Regions from separate parts of the Triticum aestivum genome. Here regions 2 and 3 are each linked to region 1. Evidence: chromatin contacts called from public Hi-C data. All regions are on one chromosome and are shown on one strand. Each heading gives the region's core, a stretch centred on a gene start, on an enhancer-like site or on the middle of the called end of the contact. The rest is flanking DNA. Distances are from core to core; before and after follow the strand shown. Region 1 holds the start of LOC123070205 (dual-specificity RNA methyltransferase RlmN). Region 2 holds the start of LOC123070209 (5'-deoxynucleotidase HDDC2). Region 3 holds the start of LOC123070200 (carbonic anhydrase, chloroplastic).

Evidence for each region. A called contact is a pair of places that touch in the nucleus more often than the background predicts.
Region 2: a Hi-C map of leaf shows a contact between it and region 1, with 9 times the contacts expected there. The contact joins the promoter of LOC123070209 here to the promoter of LOC123070205 in region 1. A contact is called at or near these places in 2 of 5 Hi-C or Micro-C datasets (both in leaf).
Region 3: a contact with region 1 is called in a Hi-C map of leaf, with 5 times the contacts expected there. The contact joins the promoter of LOC123070200 here to the promoter of LOC123070205 in region 1. A contact is called at or near these places in 2 of 5 Hi-C or Micro-C datasets (both in leaf).

The regions. Positions count from the first base shown.
Region 1 is chr3B:430,694,176-430,696,875 of IWGSC CS RefSeq v2.1, reverse strand. LOC123070205 (dual-specificity RNA methyltransferase RlmN) reads left to right here and starts at 1,289. Exons shown (of 9, transcript XR_006433536.1): 1 at 1,289-1,569; 2 at 1,667-1,769. It overlaps LOC123070206 (a long non-coding RNA gene), which reads right to left and starts at 1,146. Exons shown (of 2, transcript XR_006433546.1): 1 at 363-1,146.
Region 2 is chr3B:430,919,418-430,922,203 of IWGSC CS RefSeq v2.1, reverse strand. LOC123070209 (5'-deoxynucleotidase HDDC2) reads right to left here and starts at 1,487. Exons shown (of 8, transcript XM_044493284.1): 1 at 1,042-1,487. The coding sequence starts at 1,302.
Region 3 is chr3B:430,455,788-430,458,487 of IWGSC CS RefSeq v2.1, reverse strand. LOC123070200 (carbonic anhydrase, chloroplastic) reads right to left here and starts at 1,257. Exons shown (of 7, transcript XM_044493270.1): 1 at 952-1,257. The coding sequence starts at 1,119. LOC123065468 (a long non-coding RNA gene) reads right to left here. Exons shown (of 3, transcript XR_006431046.1): 3 at 2,096-2,313.

The DNA of each region.
Region 1 (2,700 bases), core at 40-2,539:
ATCTAAGTCAGTCATATACAAACCTTTGACAAGCAGAACAAAACCTAATCTGGAGGAACTAATCAGAAGATCAAAAGCACCTTCCGTCCATGAAAGGTGGAGACTAATTGCTCGAAAAAGGCTTAAAAGTTCTTTAAATTGTATTACACTGCTTCGTGGATTTATCTTGTAGTAATGTTGCACAGTTTTAGAGGTGATAACACATACGATGATTAGATATATGCAATTTTTCAATGTTGCCCACACTAGATATAACTCTAATATTGCAACCGCTGTGGGCTTCTACTAAATCTGAGATTAGCTTTAACAAATTTCAGGTTAAACAAAGCTTTGGATACACCGTACGCTATCTATGTACATACCTAGCAAGTAGAATTCTCAATATCAAATCAAGCACTCCTGGGTTCCAGGATGAGATCTTCCTGCCGGATCTTTCTCAACATCAAATCTGATTGCTAGGCGATGTCCACGCTGCAGAATATCACATCCTATCTGCAACCCATGAGATAGACCATCGAGGTGGGAGTAGCAACAATGGTGTGCTACAGGCTTACAACAATGCGTCGCTCCTTGACGCAACCCTTTTTGCCGTCCAGCGCGCTCGCGGTGCCTCAAAAAATGCCGTCCAAATCAGGATCGGACGCAAAATAACACACTCAAATCGGGATCCAGAGGACCTGGACAGGGCGTCATTGGAGGGGCATGCATCCCACGGGGGCGAGCTCCATGACACGGCCATGGCAGCACCTGTGGAGAGGACCTGCACACAGTTTAGACTTTAGAGGAGAGAGAAAGGTAGGGAAAAAGAGGAGAGAAGGGAGAGAGGCGGCCACGGCGGCGGCATCTTGCTGGCTGCTCCAGGCGAGGTCGGAGAGGATTACATGGCGGCGGCGGAGAAGATGGGGCTGGGAACCCTAGCCAGGTTGGAGGAAGAGAGAAAACACGCGGCGTTGATCGAGGGAGGAGTTTGATCCAGAGAGCGACGACCCATTAATTTTCTTAAAATCAGTCATTTGTTTCCCAATAAATGTGATTGAGCCATTCAAGGTAGGGCTAATTAATTTAGACTTGATCTTTAGAGATTGATTGTGATTGATTCTTTCATATAAAAACATTACTAAATAACTTACGCCAACATGAAAAGTTCTGATCTGTTCAGATATTTTTCGTTGTGTGAGAGGATGAAACGAAATGGGGTGGGAGGAGGGGACGAAAAAAACTAGCGATAAAAAAATTTGAAATAATGAAATAAAAATAAACCGTGAATACTATTCAACTAACTCAGACATTAAAAATAAAGATATGGCATAAGATGGTTTGAAATGCAGGATGTGTCCAGCGTCAGATAAGAGGGTCCAAAGGAAAATCCCTCCGCGGAACCATACCAAACCAACAATTCCTATGGCGGCGCTGCCTCTTCTCCGGTGGGGCGCCTCCTCCCTCCACGCCCACTTCTCCCCTACCCCGCCGCGACGCCTCTTCTCCGCTCTCCGACAGCCCCCTGCCGCCGGCCGCTACGAGCCAGGCTCCAGGGTCATGCTTAAGGGGATGGACTACCCAGAGCTCGAGGTAAGAGCCCCCTCTCAATCTTCAAGTTTCGTAGATTCGTCTGTCAGCCATTGGCCTACCCTTGTGTTCGAGCTGATTTTGCCACGGGTTTCCTCAGAAATGGGTGCAGTCGCAAGGATTCCGACCGGGACAGGCCATGATGCTGTGGAAATGCCTCTACGGGAACAACGTCTGGGCGCATTGCCACGACGAGCTGGCTGGTAGGTTTGAGTTTTATTTCTTCCCGTGAATTATCGTCGGCACTTGAGAAATGCGGGGCCTGGTGCGAAATCTGAAGCTCAGTCTGACAAATGATACCACAATTTTCGCCAAGAATAACGTCTTGCTCAAAACTTGAGACCTATAGCTGCTAGTCTGTTTTTTACTACTTGAAACGTGCCTCCTTCAGTTGTTCTAGCATACCTTGATACAGAATCTTCAACTGGTTTTTTGCAAGAAATATTGTTGGAAACATAATTTCGAAGTGCTATCATAGCTAATGCTATTATTTTCCTTGTGGGGAGATATCTGGTTTTCTTTTGCTATTTACAATGCATCAAAAACAACAGTATGAACATCTGCAAGCATATCCTTTGACTGTATTAAGTTCGTGCTAGCTAAATTGACTGCAGAAACTACTTCATGCCGGATGACTATTTTCACAAAAAGTTCAAAATCACCAAGTTCGTTATCCATGAAAGATTTAGGTTCAGTACTAGTTTTTGAATCACTATATCTATCACTTAACTGGTGTTTAACATGATTTCTATTGCTTCATCTACGATACATAATTACTATTAGAGTTAATCTTGTCTTTTACCAAAGAGATGCATGCATGGAAGAGCAAGAAGTCAATTTGAGTTTGGTAAAATGTGTTAGGATATTCCTTATGTCCTGTATTAGCAGCTTTTTAAGGATATTTTGGTCTTAGTTGACTTGTAGTTAAGGAAGATTAGATAAGCTGAGCTGTACACCCAGGCCCCATGGTGGACCCGCCTCTGGCTGCCTAGGTCGGTTATCGTAGCAGTTCGGTTACTATAGCACCGACCTAAAACCTCTATATAGAAAGAGGCACCATATGTAGAATAATGTAAGCTTGTTACTACTGATATAAACCTACAGAGCTTCATACTAGTTACTTGTGTGCATGTG
Region 2 (2,786 bases), core at 238-2,737, 230 kb before region 1:
ACTTTGGGGCTCCCTCTGTTCAGGTAAAGCCTTTTTTGTGCATCTCCTCGAACAGACTAGTACCTAATAAAACCCACCCCTCTTTTGTGTATACACACTTACATGTCAGGGGGTGAATTATTATTTTTCCTACCCACTCCATTAGCAGTGCCCTGCACCACCTTCCGGTTGTCCATCGCCTTGCTCTGCCCTACCTTTGGGATGCTCTGGAGCACGTTCAACAGCGCTGCAGCTCGAAGCAGCCGTGTTGCCACTTGCAGCAGCCAAGCTCGGCCCACGTGGAGGGGAGGCAACGTGGGGACAGGGAGCCATAATAGCACATGAAGTAGCTCTAGCAGCGGGCACAGGACGGCAGCGCACACATTACGGATAGGCGGTGGCTGTGCAGAGGGGACAGAAGGCGGTGCACCCTGGAGAAACAGGTGGCAGGGGTGAGGAGGGGATGGTGCAGTGGTGGACGGAGCTCTGGTGGTGGCAGATAGCTGGGGAAGGCAGCGCAGCAAGAGGCAGCAATGGCCCTCAGCCACTAGGGGCTGAAATTTCAGCTCACCAAGGGAGGGGGCACCCCTACATGTAGGAGGTTGGGCCTGGTTTTTAGTTGGCCGCCCAAATTTTTTAGGCATTGGCAGCCATATAGGGGATCTGTTGGAGGAAGAAATACTCGACTATTGAGAGCTTTTATGTAGTGGATAGGTGATCTGCTGGAGATCTGGGGGCATGAAGGCATGAACTGAAAACGGAGTCCATGTTCATGCACTACACATCATATACTACTTATTAGACATTGTTAGCTGAGCAGCCATAGTGAGACGTCATGAATCACCAATTCACTATACGAGTTGATCGTTTCAAAAATTGCATATATGAAGCCCTGCTCGGATCGAGTATCGTTTTTGTGTGCTCCCCGGTATTTAGCTCAAGTTAGCAAAGGTGTATCAAAATTATAGGTATACTCTTTTGGCTAGGACCTAGGAGTATCACTAATCTGATGGTACAGCACGTAATGCCAGCAAAGGAAGGAGCAAGCATGGCGTGGTTTACCTTGAGGCTATGGCAGAGAGTGAGGAAATCGATGGCCGAGGCGGCGGACGAGGCCGCGGAGGACGCCGGCGAGGGCGGCGCGACTGCCGCGGCGTCTAGCGGCGCCGGCGGCCGCCTGGGCAGGGGCGATCCGCCTGGTCCAGGGCTCCCGGAGACAGCGCGGGCACCACAAGCGAGGCGCCTCGGAGGGAGGATACGCGGCGGTGAGCGGCGGAGGAGGCCGCGCACGGGAGGGGCGGGTAGCCGCGAGCTAACGGCCATCGGAGGGAGCGCGGTCGCCGGGTTGGAGGGGATCAGTGGAAAAGGCGGAGGAATCGGCGGGCGGCGGCGGCTTTGCTTTCCTTCTCCTCTTGTGCCGTCCTTTGCTCGCCCCTCCTGCTTCTGTGGAACAGGGCAGACGGCAGACGTCGAGTCGAATCGGACGCCCACGCTGTCGAACCAACCTTGCCCCTCGTCATCATCCAGCCGTCCGTGTTGTCACTAATAGGCAAAATTTCGTGTTTTGACTTTTTTGTCTTATTTAAGGATCTGACCCATGTTTTTTTTTTTTTGAAATATGACTCTTTTGCCTATCGCAGGGTCCTGGCGGTAGGCCCCACAACCTACCGCCGTGTGCCGTGGCGGTAGGTGACGGCACGGCGCCTAACGGCCGTTAGCTCTGACTGACGTGAAAAAGGGGCCTACCGCCAGGGACCCTAGCGGTAGGCTTCTAACACCTATCGTCAGGGTCCTGATTGTAGGCTTCTGGGGTGGATAAGGTTGGGAGGAGGGACCTTTGCCCCCCACCCACCCACACACACTCATTCAACACACCCCACACCTCACCTCTCCACCGAGTTCAAGATCCTCTCAAATCTCTCTCATTTGGTTGACATTTCTCCGCTGGATTCGTAGCACTTTCATCATCCAAGGTACCTCTCTCAGTTCCCCTCATTTTGATTGGTTAAAATCTTGGTTTTGTGCGCATTAGCTCATAACCTCTCAAACCCTAGTTCATCATTTTGGTGTGGTCAAATCAATTAGTATGATGCATTTGGGGTTATGTTTGCTTATGTATTATGTGCCTGGAATTGTTTGTGTATCTAGATCTAGTGCTATGATTAGTGGTCATCTTTGGGGTTATGGTTAGGCTTAAGAAAATAATGAAGATCAAGATCACCTTAATAGTAACCAAGTGGTGTGGTCCATTTGATTTATTTTGTTGATTGTCATCTTAAACCCTTATATTTGGTATGGACATTGTAGCTATGAGTCTGGGTGTAGTGTGTGAGCAAGTTGTACCGGAGCGACAGCATGGTATGACGAGGGAGCTTGAAGCATGTTTAAAGTATGATGATGCAAATGTGGCCATGATGGATTTTAGCAAGTATTACATTATCAAGGAACCTTGTGATCCTAAGGAGAAAAAGTCTACCGGAGGCTTGTGAAAGAAAAAAAGAAGATGCTTCATGAGCTCCATGAGATGGAATATGCTTGCAGACATGTTTTGGCAATGGAGGTTGGGTTCTCTGTCAACAAAGAAGAATTTCGGGAGCTGGACTTGACAAAACCCGGACATGTCATTGCATGGGCAATCACTCAAGGCGTATCAGAGATTCCGGACCGCCGTGCTCGATGGGGCTGGTTCCGCGAAACGAATGGTGTGTTCGAGAATTGGGCGGGATCCTCGCATTTTCAACTGAAGCCTAATTGTGAGCGTGACGAACAAATTGAACGTCTTATACGTTTTAGAGCTATTTTTAGGT
Region 3 (2,700 bases), core at 8-2,507, 240 kb after region 1:
CTGCACTTACTCTTTGTTTTACTGAAATAAATGAAGATTTATTATAACCTTCGAGTTGGATTTAGTGTAGTAGTAACTTGCCTTGGCGGTGTTTGAAAACTCAAAAAGAGGAAAATAGGAAGCTTCTTATCCAAAATAAAAAAAAAATACGAAGCTGACGGAGTGGATGACCTAGTCGTTAGTATTTCTGCAAGCTTTTGAGAATCAAAGTCAAACTACTCAACATCAAAGCCAAAGGATGGTCATTTTTCTCCAAGAACCAAGAGAGTGCTAGAAACATAGAGTAATTGGTGTCCCTTCAGTCTTAGCAATAATGCCCGATAGACTCCACCTTGCCGCTTTAAGGAAAAGCTGCCGCTACATGTTTCTGCACTAGTATAAACTTTCTCCTGTACACTTGAGACTTTGTGGAGTTATTTTCAATCCAGAGCACATTATTGTGTTAAATTAACATTATCGCTGGCCACCTCTTTGGAAACCCGTTCGTCCCGCATTATTCTATCGAGAGTTTGTTGACATGCATGTTGATGGTGGATGCAGAGAGGACTAAAAACACAATGCATTTGTCTGTTAGATCCACGTATATAATATTCAATGATTGCTTTCGCATAAATAGAAAAGGTTGCAAGAGTGTAGGGGATCATGGTGACATGCAAGCCCCATGTGCAGAGCTGGTCAACTGTACAGCAGTAATGCGTTTTGGTTTTTTGAGCTCGAAAATAAGGTGCATTTGGTTGAGCCATCACATGCATTTTGGTTGCCGTTCTCCCATATTCTGGGAAGAAGATCTAGGCATGTGGCGTGGAGCAAAGGGACCCGTGACCCACGTACGTCGTTCCCAAAACAGCAAAGGACACGCCATGATGCCAAACTTAGCTAAGCTTAACAAGGGCTCTGCCGGCCGGATAGAGGAACGATATGCATGGTGCATGCAGCTGCGAACGTACGTACCAATGCGGGTGCGACGGGCGCGGCCTGGACGGGGGTGTTCCTGATGAGCTTGGGGCGGAAGGAGGAGGAGTTGGAGGGCGCGGGGGTGCCGAGGCTGGCGACGATGGTGGAGGAGCGGGCACGGGGCGCGACGGTTGCGTAGCACCAGTTAGCCGCGGCGGTCGACATTGTGCAGATGGGCAGTGCCTGCTGCCCTCCTTATACGCGCAACAAATAGTGCTGGGAGCGCGTGCGTGCGGACAAGCACAAGGCCGGGTGCGCGCGGCGGCGTGCGGCTCGCCACGGCCGGTGGATCCCGGCCACTGGCACGGGGCGCCCTCATCCCCCCGGCGCGACACCGGATAGGCTCGCGATAACGCGACGCTGGATCGTGGCCAACGGTTCGCGCGGCACGGATCCTGGTCCACACGCGGGAGGATGGGGCCGGAAAATCAAGGATTTGAATGCGCGGCGTTGGGGAGGTGGGAGTGCGGTTGAGAGAGAGAGATGGATGACGATGTGGACGTGGATGTATGCCGCTACCTGCCTCTGCCTGCTGGCGGCCTCCGCCGCCTATCAATTGTCAAGGGCTTGGGCCTGGGCCGACGGTGAGGTGTGGTCGCGATGAACTGGGTGAAGTGTGTGATCAGAATGTGCTAAGAAAAAGTGTGTGATCAGGATGTGCCTCAGTGAATCATTAGCTATGGTAAACATCTTCACGTCAATAAAGGGGAGATAAGGCTAACTCTAAGGCGACGATTCAAACGGATGCGGATTTGATCCGTCTTTTGTCCATTGGGTCCGTCAAAGAGGCGGTGGCCGGCCTCGTTCATGTTTTCGTGGGAAGTGCGCTCAATCCGCCGACCCATTTGATTCGCCCGGTCGGCCAGCGGCCAAATATGCACAATTTTTTCTATGCATATATTTGAACTAACATTGCACAACCAAGCAAATCACATAGTTTTACACGACAATAATAAATACTTTACAACCATATTTTATAACTTACAACCATATTTAAATTGTCACAAATACATTAAAAGAAAAAGAACAAATACATCTATTGGTTGTTAATGTGAGCCCACATGTGCTCAACCAAGTCATTTTGGAGTTGGATGTGAGTTTCCTAATCATGTATTTCTGTATGAAATTGGATGAACTCTTGTGCTTGGGCAAACCTAGACCTCTTCTCTACTATCGGATTGGAGATTGTCTTCACAAGAGTTGATCAATGAGGATAGATATCATGAGCTAGGTAGTATCCTTTGTTGTAGTGGTGGTTGTTGAGCTCAAAGTTCACCTCTGGGCAATTGTCTTCTGCAAGCCTTCCAAATGCCGGAGAGCGTTGTAGCACGTTGATGTCATTGTGATACCCAACCATACCTAAAAAGGAGTGTCAAATCCAGAGGTCTTGTGCAGCCACAACTTCCAAGTATGAAGTGCAAGCTTTCACATGCCTCTTATATTGTCCTTGCCAGGCAAACAGACAGTTCTTCCACTCCCAGTGCATACAATCTATGGTACCAAGCATTCCCGAAAAGCCTCTCTCTACACTGATCCCTAACAACTGGCTTGTATCTATGGCATTTGGCTCTCTCAAGTACTCCGGGCCAAACACTGTTGCCACAGCCTTGCAGAACTTGTACAATGATGCAAGGCATGTGGACCCACTCATGCGGAGATACTCATCAACAATATCACCATGAATTCCGTATGCAAGCATCCGAACCATCGCAGTGCATTCTGATAAAAGAAGAGAAGCCAACCATT